Linked DNA regions of Rattus norvegicus: region 1 is linked to region 2. The links are chromatin contacts, called in public Hi-C maps. All regions are on one chromosome and are shown on one strand. Each heading gives the region's core, a stretch centred on a gene start, on an enhancer-like site or on the middle of the called end of the contact. The rest is flanking DNA. Distances are from core to core; before and after follow the strand shown.

The links. Hi-C and Micro-C count contacts between places; a contact is called where the count stands out from the background.
Region 1: a contact with region 2 is called in a Hi-C map of hepatocytes, with 2.2 times the contacts expected there. The contact joins the promoter of Pex10 here to the promoter of Pank4 in region 2. A contact is called at or near these places in 4 of 12 Hi-C or Micro-C datasets (Schwann cells, hepatocytes, mammary epithelial cells and 1 more) and 1 of 1 datasets of contacts at active chromatin or transcription factors (oligodendrocytes).

Annotation. Positions count from the first base shown.
Region 1 is chr5:170,905,691-170,911,624 of GRCr8, reverse strand. Pex10 (peroxisomal biogenesis factor 10) reads right to left here and starts at 1,489. Exons shown (of 6, transcript NM_001109405.1): 1 at 1,293-1,489; 2 at 539-619. The coding sequence starts at 1,398.
Region 2 is chr5:170,803,622-170,809,305 of GRCr8, reverse strand. It overlaps Pank4 (pantothenate kinase 4), which reads right to left and starts at 1,557. Exons shown (of 19, transcript NM_133531.2): 1 at 1,430-1,557. The coding sequence starts at 1,553. It overlaps Hes5 (hes family bHLH transcription factor 5), which reads right to left and starts at 4,729. Exons shown (of 3, transcript NM_024383.1): 1 at 4,624-4,729; 2 at 4,372-4,537; 3 at 3,962-4,281. The coding sequence starts at 4,677. The coding sequence ends at 4,001.

The sequences.
Region 1 (5,934 bases), core at 240-2,739, 100 kb before region 2:
CTTGTCCAAGTGATGGGATCTAATCTTGTGGCTTTTCTACCTTCCAGATTGGCTCAGTCTGCATCTGGCTCAGTCCTAAGTATCAGGCATACATACAGCTGCTTACCTGATACTGTCACACGGAGTGAGATAAAAAGCCCTTACGCCTGCCCCGATTGAAGCTTCTTGTAGTTCACCCTGTAGAAGATGAAGCCTGACCTCCTGTCTCTGAAGCCAGACCTGTGGTGTACCTTGTGCTCTTTATCTATGTGTCTCACTGTGACCCTGCTCATAGGCCATAGCAACCTCTGTCCCCCATGTTAGTGTCTTGCTTTGTATCTTGCAATGCCTCACATCCCATACAAAGGAAAGTCCCATTCTGCTGAGAGGCCTTTAAGAATCTGGGGCAGTACCCCGTCTGGCCACTGTCTTCCTTCCCTGAGACTAATGCAGGTGATTTCCAGGAGCTGCTCAGTTTGCCTGGCAGCCTTCCCCATCCCCTGCAGACCTGGATAGGTTGTGGGCCCCTCCGTGCCAAGGACCCGCCAAGCACAGCTACCTGCAATTGTGGTGAGGCCAAAGTAGGCTATGTCTGAGAGCAACTCGATCTCTTTCCTCCATTCCAGCCATTTCTTTGCACCTGAGAGGAGAAAAATATTAGCTCTGGAGAGGTGAAGTGGTTCACTTAAGATCACTCCCCCAGTTCCCAGGGGTCAGGTAAAGTCCATGTCAAGTCCCTTCTGGGTCGACCCTTAACAACTCTTTCCCTTCACCACCTCTGCTGCCCCGGTTGACCTGAATGACTCCGAGACGAAGACCACCTCTTTTTTTTTTTTTTTTTTGGTTCTTTTTTTTTTTTCAGAGCTGGGGACCGAACCCAGGGCCTTGCGCTTCCTAGGTAAGCGCTCTACCACTGAGCTAAATCCCCAGCCCCCGAAGACCACCTCTTAAGAACCCCTCAACTGTAACTGTCGAGTTAGGAACTGTTAGGCTCTAGCCATGGGGCCCCAGGAAAGTCTAGGTAGCGCTAAGAACATAAGTCAGAGGCGACCTGTTTAGCATCAAATCTCGTCTCTCTGAAATCCCAAATCCCTGCCTATGAGATCCACGTATCTACCAATGAGAGTAATAATGTTAGGTCCAACCTGTAGGAGCGTTTGGGGAGTAAATGGGCAAATGCTTGAGAAACACTTTTAGTTGGCACTGCCAGGCAGAGACCTGCAATGTGTTCAGCAGTGTGTATGTCTGTTTTGATCCCCGCTTTCCTAACGAGCTTTGGAGCTGCCGCCGGTCTGGGTGCCCGGAACGCTCACCCGCTAGGCTGTGCAGCGCTCCACCCGCCGCGCTCCGCAGGCCTCCCAGGTAGTACTCGTCCTTCTGCGCCGCCCGGATCACTTCTGGAGGACCCGCCTGCGCCATGGCTCTACTCGGTCGGTGAGCTCGCACCGCGCCGGCGCACCTCGTGGGCGGGGCCTGTGACGCTCGACGTACCTCTGTCGTGGGGCGCAGGCCGCAAAGACCACGAGGGCGAAGGCGGGGCCTAGGCGTGATATCCGTGGAGGCGGGGATAAGGGCGGGACCATGCAGGAGGGGCGGGGATACTCAGGGAGGGGTGTGGCCTGTGCTTGGAGGGTGGAGCCTCACAGTGAAGTGGCGTATACTGACAGGGACATGTGGGTAGAACCCCTAGAGAGCTCAGCCTCTCAGGTGAGTTTTTGGCCTGATTCAGGTCCCGTTTTCTGGCAGGAGGTACGTGTCTCTGGGACTGCAGGGGTGAACCTTTTAGGATAGCCCCGTGATCCCAACGGACTATGAAAGTCCCCAGTTCCCGTTTGGAGTTCCTCTCGCTGCCTATGCCCTGGTTTCCTCTGCTTGGGTTGGGCAATTTCAGATAGTACCTTTGACCACTGCCAGGAGGCAGTCACGGCTCATGCAGAGGCACAAGCTTCTGGCCAAATCAAATATGACAGTTCGAAATGCAGATTCTTTGAAGGCCCGAGGCTGCTTTGTGTCCCTGGAAGACTTTTCTCTTCAAACTCAGAAGCTCACTTCTAGCATAACCATGGTATATGGCCTGTATTAAGTGTCCCCTCCTGGACTGATCCTTACACCCGACTGCATTTTTGGATTCTCTCAGTTATCGGGAACAAGACCAGAAAAACCATTCAAGTATCTGTTGTTTCCAGAGATTCGGCTTAAATGTGCTTCTCCAGGGGCTCAAATCCTAGGCACAGACCTCGTCTCAACTGTTTACCAGTGCCTTGACCCTCAGGTTCCTCCTTTGTGGGCTGTATAATAAAACACTCCTCTCAAGGATTCTTCCTAAGCGACAAAACCCAGGATGACCAGCAGGTGGAGCCATCAGCCCATTTTTCTACCAGTTTGGGCAGCTAAAGATTATTAACCCAAAGAGATTCCACGTAGATTGGGGAAACAAGAAGCCTTTCAGTGAGGAGAGAAAGTGGCAGGGCAAGTGCCCTGAGAATAGTGACATCATTGTAGATCAGCTCTCTGGGTTCCCAGATGACCATATGGCCTCGAGTCCCCCTTTGCTTCAGTGTTTCAGGGTTCCAGAATATCTAAGGTGGTGGTAGAACAAGAGCTCTTGCTTGCTGAAGAGTAATGTGCCCCTTGCCACCTCCCTTTGACTACCCCTTTCCTGAAGCCCAAAGGGCCTGAGCCTGCACCTGTGACTTTGCTCCTTGTAAACTCTTCCCTCTGCTTCAAGGATGGAGGACAGAAAGGTCAGGCTCCTGAGGGTTTTAGGGAAGGCACCAGAGGTGTGTCAGAGTGCTTGACAGTTCTAGTTCTGGCCCTGACTCTCCCATATGCACCTCCCGGTCTGCTTGAGGGCCACCCCAATCTGTGAGACAACCATAATTCCCTCTTGTCAATTGCAGTGACATTCCCTGGGGACACTTCACTGGAGCATCTCTGGGCTGGGCTTTGACTGCCCGCCTTGGGGCCCTCCCGAGCTCTGTGAGGGACAAGGTATGGCTTGTACATTCCTTCACTTGGTGAGCCTCAGGTTTCTGGTTATAGACCAGAAATAATGGCAGTAACCAGTTGGTGTCTACTGAGAGCCCATTATGCCAGCTCTGACTACAGGGATTGTCTGGGCACACATAGAGATGCAGGTTGGTAGTGGATTTGGGACAGGAAGGAATTCTGCGTCTCTGACACAGAAGCTTCTGGAGCAAAGGTCAGCCACCCTTGAGGCAGCGTTTACAGTTTTGTCTCTCAACAACTGCTTCTAAAGTCATACACACTGGGAGTTTTGTTGTCCTGCCTGATGTCCTTGACCACGGATGGCCACTCTGTTTTCTGATTTTATTAAATTAAATTATATTTACTGTGTGTGTCGTATGCATGTGTGTATATGCATGTTTGTATATGTATGGGCATATGTAGATGTGTGGTGTATGAGTGTGTGTGTGCACATGTGAGTGAGTGCATGTGTGTGAGTGTGTGCATGTGTGCATGTGCATATGACTGCTTGTGTGTGCATATGTGAGTGTGCATGTGTGCACATGTGTGTGCATGCATGTGAGTGTGTGTGTGGGGGGGCCCAGGGATGATATCTGGCATCCTCCTGGATTGCTCTTCCACCTTCTTCATTGGAGTAGGGTCTTTGAAACAAACCCAGAACTTACCCACATGGCTAGTCCTCTTAGCTAACTTACTTTGGGATCCTCCACCTGCAAAGGTTGAAATTTCAGGTGGGCCACCTCATCCATCAGATACTTATTTATGTGGGCTCTAGGGATCTGGACTCTGCTCTTCATACTGGTGCAACAAGCATTTTTTTTTTCCACTGAGCTCTATTGCCAGCCCTATCTGAGAATTTTTAATATAGTTCTGTTGTTATGGAGGCCAGGGACAGAGTAAGCCAGAACTTGGGAGAGCCCTGGGAACATGGAGGGGATGCCGAGCAGGTGGCTCCTCTGTATCTGCTCTGTGCCCACCCCCACCCCACCTCTGCACCCCAGGTTAAACCTTCTAGCACCAACTAGCTGACTTATCAATGAAGGCACACTTAGACTTCCCTTTGCCCGAGTGTCTTTGATTCCTTGCAAATCTTCCCTCTGCCCCTAGCAGGGATTTACCATTCTGGTGGTTGCTGTATACATCACACCCATAATGGGGCTTGCTACACAGCTGCCAAACAAGAAAACTCCATTTCTCTTCTTTGGATCTGGCCCTGGGGTTGTACAGTGGGGCCACACCTGCCTCGAGGCAAGGGTGTTACCAGGTGATCCTGTAGAGCCCCCACCCTCACCTGTCATCTGGTCTCCTGGGAACCAGAGGAGGGACAAGTCAATGCTTTCCGTGCAGGAACAGGGAGAGGACTAGGACTGCAACCTAAGTCTGATGGGTTCTGGGAGGCCTGCACCACCACCCGGGGCATGGAGCAGGGTTGAAAGCTAGGCTTCCTTATGTTTCCTGTTGCACCCTTTAACAGCAGAGGGATAGAGGGACTGGGCAACAACCCGCCCAGGAGTAACTCACTTACAGGGACGTGACTGTTAGGGTGGGGCCTGCCCTAGGCAAGAGGCCCCTCTACAGGAGCCACAAACCCGGAAAACAGGTTCCTCCACCCAGGGCAGGCAGACTGGAAGCTCAGAGCACCCCACAGCCAGCTGCTCTGGTTGCTGCAGATTGGAGCCCTGGAGGTACTGTGGGCACCAAGAAAGGGTGGGGGTACTGGGAGGGAGTGTGAGGTCCCAGAACTGAGCCTGGGAGGCTCTATCTGGTAAGCAGAGATCTCTGGGAGCCTCCTCCTCTTCCCTGTAGGTTTGCTAGTGAGGGTAGGACTGGGACAGGGAAGCTAAACCTTTCTTGGAGGTGAGAAGGGACTCTGAGCTGTTCTGGGGGCACAGGTAGGTGGGCCCTTAGCCAGGACCCAGAGTAGGAGGTGTTGTGTTTCTGTGTTGACCCTGGAGACAAAAGAAAAAAAAGAAAAAAGAAAAGAAAAAAGAATTGGATTCCCAGTGCTGAGCCACTGTGAGGTCTGGGCCTTTCTCCATTCTCAGAATTTGGAGCTGGGACTGAAACAGAGCCCTGGGGCTGGGAAAGAAGGAGTTCAGTCCTGGTGGCATTAGCTCAGGTTAGAGGTTGTTCAGTGTAGTGTTTGAATTCAGATTTGTTTGGTCCCACTCACTCACAGCTCTTCCCCTGCTGATGGAATGGGTGGTCTCGCCCCAAGACCTTATTGGCAGAACGAGGGGGTCTTCACACCGTAGCCATCGTCCTGAATGGTGGCCAGATAATAACGGGCTGGCACAATGGTCCCCGGGAGTGGAGATCTGGAAATGTTTTCCAGAGGAGGAGGGGGCCCCCCGTCCTGGAGGACACGGGCACATGCAGCATAAGGTTGGTGGACAAGTTGTAACTGAGCGGGGATGTAATGGGCTGGCTTTCTAGTTGCGCCTGTAGGATGAAGACCAGGAGGGCTGGTCACTCTAAGACACTATAGGATATACATTAAAGAGTGATCTCTGGCTAGTGAGGCCTGAGGGAATCTAGGCTGGGAGTGGAATGAGCCGGGAAGGTCAGGGCCTTTTAGGCTTTTCCTGGACAGGGCTAGGGACAGTGTAACTAGTTGTCGGGGGCCGGAGGGCTAGAGACCATCATGAAGTTCCATTGCCTTACCCATCAGCCCCCTGACATAGAGAGTGGAATCTGGAGCAGGAGGCATTGTGGGGAATGGGTAGGGCAGACACCTGCACTTCAGGTGTGGCTTCTGTCTCCACGTCTCCTAATCCTCACCTCTATCATCTGTCAAACAGGAGGATGAAGGTTCTACCACCTGCATTGTAGTATGCCATTCAGGAGAATGAGCACAGGTCCCCTCCTGACTCAGGGTTCGCTGGGAGATGGTGGTTGAGCAGTAGCAGCCTTAACAGCAGGCGGGGATCTACCAGCCTTTATCAGCATGGATCCTACGAGGTAGGA
Region 2 (5,684 bases), core at 308-2,807:
GCCACCCAGATTATCCGAGGTGGGCCCTATTTTCTCAACTGCCTGGTGATGTTTTAAATTCATTTCCAACTGCTTTCCAGACATATTTAATTTTGCCTCCTTCCCAACGAAGTGTAAGACCACAGGGCAAAGCACAAAACCTAGCCCTGGAGTGAAGGTCTCAGAATCCTGGGACAGCTGCCTTGGGGCCTTTGGAGAGGTCTGGTTTGTGGACAGTCCCCTCTGCTGGGGCTGCAAGCTCATCACTTCTAGCCCAATATACAGCCAGTCACCAATTTATCTCAGGTGTTATTAGAATCTTGGCTGGTGCCTACTCCCCCATCACCCTCCTAAGCCCTTGATAAAGTTGGAGCACAGGCCAGGCCAGCAGGCCAGCTTTGCTTTCTCATCCACATCTCATTCCTCCCAAGAAAGAGCACGTTAGAGAAACAACCCAAAAGCAAGAGGGCAGGGAACATATTCAATATTCCAGAAGTAAAGAGAATCTTCACAGTCTCTTAACAACTCAGGCTTTTCAAGGAGGCTAAGCGCCAGCAGCACACCCATTCATTCATAGAGTTAAGTCCAAGACAGCGGATGTTGCCTGGCTGTGTGGGGCCTCGCTGACCACGCTGGCATCAAGCGGCACACGGGTAAATGCCTGCAAGCAGTTGGGTGCAAAGCTCTCCAACAACAGGAAGCAGAGCAGAGTGCTTGGGGGTGGGACTAGTGGGGACGCTTAGCCGGCTCCCATCCTGGATTTGCTATCTACGAATCGAAAGACCCCGGAGAAAGCTAGCCTTCTTCAGTGCCTTGGTCTCCACATCTGCACACCAGCACGTTGACAGAACCTCCCCGAGGACTTGTTAGTGGGCAGCCCAATGTGGGAAGGAGACCTTAGGTGGGCCTGTAGAGGAACGGCAGGGAAGTGAACCACCAGACAGACACCCAGGAGGCAGCGGCCTTTGGAAAGGTAGTGCAGGAGCCCAAAGCCACGGACCATGCTGGGAGCTTTATACCCAGCGTTCGCGGCAAGTGTCCAGGCCCCACCTCTCCATAGCAGTCTGTGAAGCTGGAGCTCCGGCGGACTGCGCCGCCCGGCCAAGGCCAACCCCATCCCAGGGGATTCTGAGCAGACCAAGACCCTCGAGGCCACCCGCCCCGCCCGTCCCTCCACCGAGCCCTCACGATCCACCCGCACTGCGCGGACTACGAGGCCCGACGTGCCCCGCTCCAACCGCGCAGCGCCTACCGGGAGCTGGAGTCCGACCGCCGGCTCGATCCTGCACCTAGACGCTGCACACACACTATCAGTCCCAAGAGGCTGTGCGGCGACCCGTGAGGCTGTGCGCATGGCCCGCACCCCCGCCCTTCGTCCTTCCCGCCGCCCCCGCTGGCCTCCCGTGCCCACTGCTCTGGCCACCCTCTCGAGTACCGGGTCCGTGTCTACCTATATCAATGGCGAAGCGCTTGGCGTTCTCCAGGTTTCGGAAGATCTCGTCGGGGGGCAGCGTGATGCTCTTGTCCAGACTGTCCCCGCCGCTCCCGCCGCCACTCGCTCCACGCTCCGCCATTTTGAAAGTGCCCGGCCAGCCTCATCAGCCATGGAAATATATGCGCATATAATTGACTGCTAAACGACCGCGTGCATAAATTATGCTAATGATCTCCGCCCCCTCCGCCTGTGCGAGAGGCCGGGCCACCGGACCATCCTATACAAATGTCCTAGGGACCAGAACTGCGGAAGAGAGGGCCGTTATTCTCCAAACTACCAATATCAAGCTTCTGGAATATTATTTCACTGAGCTGGCTAGATGCTAAGTTGGGTTGAGCTTGGCGATCCTGCTTTCAGATCTCCTGCTGTGAGGTTGACCCTGCAAGCTGCTGTGGTTTCTGCTAGGGTCACCCCATCATCCTGGTTTCCCAAGGACGCGTGACCTTCAGTGCTAAAACTCCCATGTAAACTGGAGTAGTTTTAAGGACTCTACTCTCGAGGAGTGCCCAGCTATAGGGAAGGGATATGGGATAGAGACATGTGTCTGAAACTGGGAAGATCGGCACTTCAATGACAATCTGCAGAAAGTGTGTGTGTGTGGGGGGTGCCTGGAAGAGGGGGCAGGGTTTCAAAGTGGAGGTGATCTGCAGTGCCTGTTGACTTAGGTCCCTTGAGAGAGAGCACTGTGTCCTCCAAGAGGCCCTTCTCGTAACTTAATATCTTGCTCTCAGGTTCTGTCTGCAGGCTGACACTGACTGACTTGCCCGGTTCCTGGAGCACAGGTTTGAGGCGATGTACAGGCTCAGTCACCATATATCTAGATTGATTCAGGGAGGAGGAAGCTTTGTATGTGCATACCAACAGAGTGGACATATTCTGGATGGGAGAGCCTGCTCCAGGGTGGCAGGGCTCCTGAGAGTGAGGCGACCCAGCAGCTTCAGGCCTGTGTTTAGAAGGACACTCCACAAGGACAGTGGCCTCCTTCCCTGTTCATAGATGCTCTGCTGCTCCTGTGGTAAGCTAAATGAATGCGGATGAGGCTGTCTGTCCTTGCTTGCTATGTGTGGGCCTCAGCAGGGTCCTCAGGTGGTCACTGGCAGAGTAGATAGAAAGGAATAAGGGGGTGGGGTGGGAAAGGTTAGAGTCAGGGCAGGGGCCACATCTGTGGCTTTGTCACTCAGAAGACATGTAGACACACCCAGATCCTCCCCACTCTTTGCTCCGTGGGTTTTGCCTTTGGGACACCTGGAAGCTGTGAACTTGACCGACCTGCTATAGCCTACCTTAAAGCAGACAGACAGCCTGTCTCAGACAATGGACCATACCTACCAGGTTCATGGCTGAATGGAATGGGTCGGCCCTGGCCCTAGTCACCTTGTGGGAGGGAGGGTGTTTATGAAATAGCTAAGCAGGTATACTAAGGGAAGCGGGAGCTGGACCAGATACTCTCTCAGGTTTGGCACAGCCGAGCCTCTTGCTGCAGCAAGAGATCCACCTAGGCCTTCAGCTTCCTCTCAGTGCACAGAGCAGAGGGTCTGCAGTTGTTAGGATCCCGTCCCCGACCCCCTCCTGGGAGCTAGTGGGAACCGCAGCAGCTACCCAGGTCTTGTTCACAGTGAGAGCATCAACAGCTCTATATGCTCCTCCTGCCCTCTCTTTTTCTCTGTCAGAGGACCACCAGCAAGCACCCGTCCTGATCCCGGTTTGGAAACATGGTAGATCCCACTGTTCCACCTCCATTTACGAGGGAGGCAGGCCACCCCTGTGGCTGCCAAGGACAGACATGCACAGAGAGGCACAGACATGGCATAGGGCTTGATATTTTATTAGAAGCCTTCAGAACAGCTTGTGTTCTCCCACATAACCAAGAGTTCAAATTCTAAGTACAAAATTGTGCCCACACGCACCCTCCCATACAAAGGAATCCTTTGAGGATCGTCGTGGAGACCCCACCCTCCCAGACAGCCCACTGTGAGCGCGCACCAGACAGCCAAGGCCATGTGGACCTTAAGGTGAGGTCCCAGGGGTCCTACACCCACGCAGGCTGAGTGCTTTCCTCTGAGGAAACACCTGCAGTTCCGCCTTCACAAAAGGCAAATGTGCCCAGGGCACAGCCCGCCCGCAGGGCGCTTGCCCAGCAGTCACGGGCCCTGAAGAAAGTCCTCTACTCTATGGGCTGGGGTGAGCCAACCAACCCCCAACTCTACAAATATCATAGAACACCCGGTGGAAACCGACCGGGAACTTCGCAGAAGTCACTTGCTGAAATGCAAACACAAAACAACCCCATGGGGTCGGACAGGCGGCAGAGGGTGGACCCTGATTATCCCCAAATGACAACTCTGCACGCACATTCTCTAAGAATGACCCCCCTTGCTGGCCAGCCAGCCTGGGGAGGGAGCCTTCGGAAGAAGGTTGCGGCCAACCTGGGGCTGAAACGCGGCTGGGGAATGTCTTCCCACATCGAGAGGAACAGAGGAACGAGCTGGTCCTCTGGTCAGCTCCAGGCACCCGTCGGCCGCTGGGTCACCAGGGCCGCCAGAGGCCGCAGGCAGATTGGCGCGAGGTGGAGACGGAGGCGGCGGCCTTAGTGGAGGAGCGCGCCGGCTGGGGCGCAGCGCCGGGCGTCGGGGTCTCCTTGACAGGCGCGGCGGGAGCTGGGGGCCGCTGGAAGTGGTAAAGCAGCTTCATCTGCGTGTCGCTGGCTGCATGCAGGGTCAGGAACTGCACCGCCTCCTGCAGGCACCACGAGTAACCCTCGCTGTAGTCCTGGTGCAGGCTCTTGGGGCCGGCGGCCGCGGCGAAGGCTGTGGGGAGACCGAGCGGCATGAGTGGGGCGCGCGCGGTGGGAGCCACACCGGTGGGGAGCAGGACACGGGCGCAGGCGCCTAGCTCACCTTTGCTGTGCTTCAGGTAGCTGACGGCCATCTCCAGGATGTCGGCCTTCTCCAGTTTGGAGTTGGGCTGGTGCCGCGCGAACTCCTGCTCCAGCAGCAGTTTCAGCTGCTCAATGCTGCTGTTGATGCGGTCCCGACGCATCTTCTCCACCACCGGCTTCCGCAGCTGCGGGAGGAGATGCGTCAGGTGGGCGGCGGACGCCGGAGGCCCCGGGGGAACGGGACGGCGTGCGCCGGGCGAGTGGCACTTACTCGGTTTTTCTCCTTGGGACTGAGCATCTCCACCGCCACGGTACTTGGGGCCATGCCTGGAGCTCTGGAGGCGATTGGCGAGCGGAGCGGAGCGAGCAGAGCCAGGCGTCCCGGGCTGGCGCGGCCCGAACCCCCTCACGCCAGCCTTATATAGGCGCGGGCAGCGGCCCGGCGCCTGGGGTCCGGGCGCCGCGGCCGTTCCCACACTCAGCGGCCAATGGCGGCGCCGGCCGCACAAAGGCGCCGGCCCATTAGCGCACGCTAAATTGCCTGTGAATTGGCGCGGGCACAATGGTCGCTCCCCGAGGAGCAGGTGGGCCGCGCGGCACAATGTCCGGGCTGTGGGAACGCGCTCGCCCTCATTAGCATCCCGGGGCCTGATGCTGAGAGCCCCGCGCCTCAATATGCTGCCTTTTCCCAGGCCGCGGGGAGGTGGGGAGGGCAGGAAGGAGTGCTCCCCCCTTCTCTCCCTTCTTCCCTTCCACTCCCCAGAGGCTCCCCACCGCTGGCTGGCAGAGGCCACAGGCGCAGAGAAATGGGAGTTTTACAATGAACAGACAGCGGCTTCCAGAGGAGTGGGCACCCTCCCCAGCTGGGACCTGTTGCCCACAGGCACAGTGGGTTAAAGCGGGCCACACTCTCTCAAACAGATGCTGCCTTCGTGCCATTCACAGGTACAGGATGAGAGAGGGACAACGGTGTTTAGGATTTAGGACTCAGGCGCTTTATTGCCAGTTCCCCAAACTGTCACTTGGGAGGAGTGACTTCTCCACAGCTAGAAATGTCTAGGTGTTAACTTAAGTGTGGAGCCTGCCAGGCATACTTCCAGGCTAGCTGAATCTGCTGGATAGCGCCTGCTAGCATGAAGCCCGCAGGAACCCCCGGCACCCACAGGATATCTAGACTGCTCTCCAGTCACCAGGTGTCACAACGCATCTCTGAAACAGGAGGACCATGCTGTCTGTGGCTTCTAGGAAACCTTGGCTGCCCTTAACTCCTCTCATGGCAAAACTCCCGCCCTCCCCGCCCCCACCCCCGTGTGTGTGTGTGTGTGTGTGTGT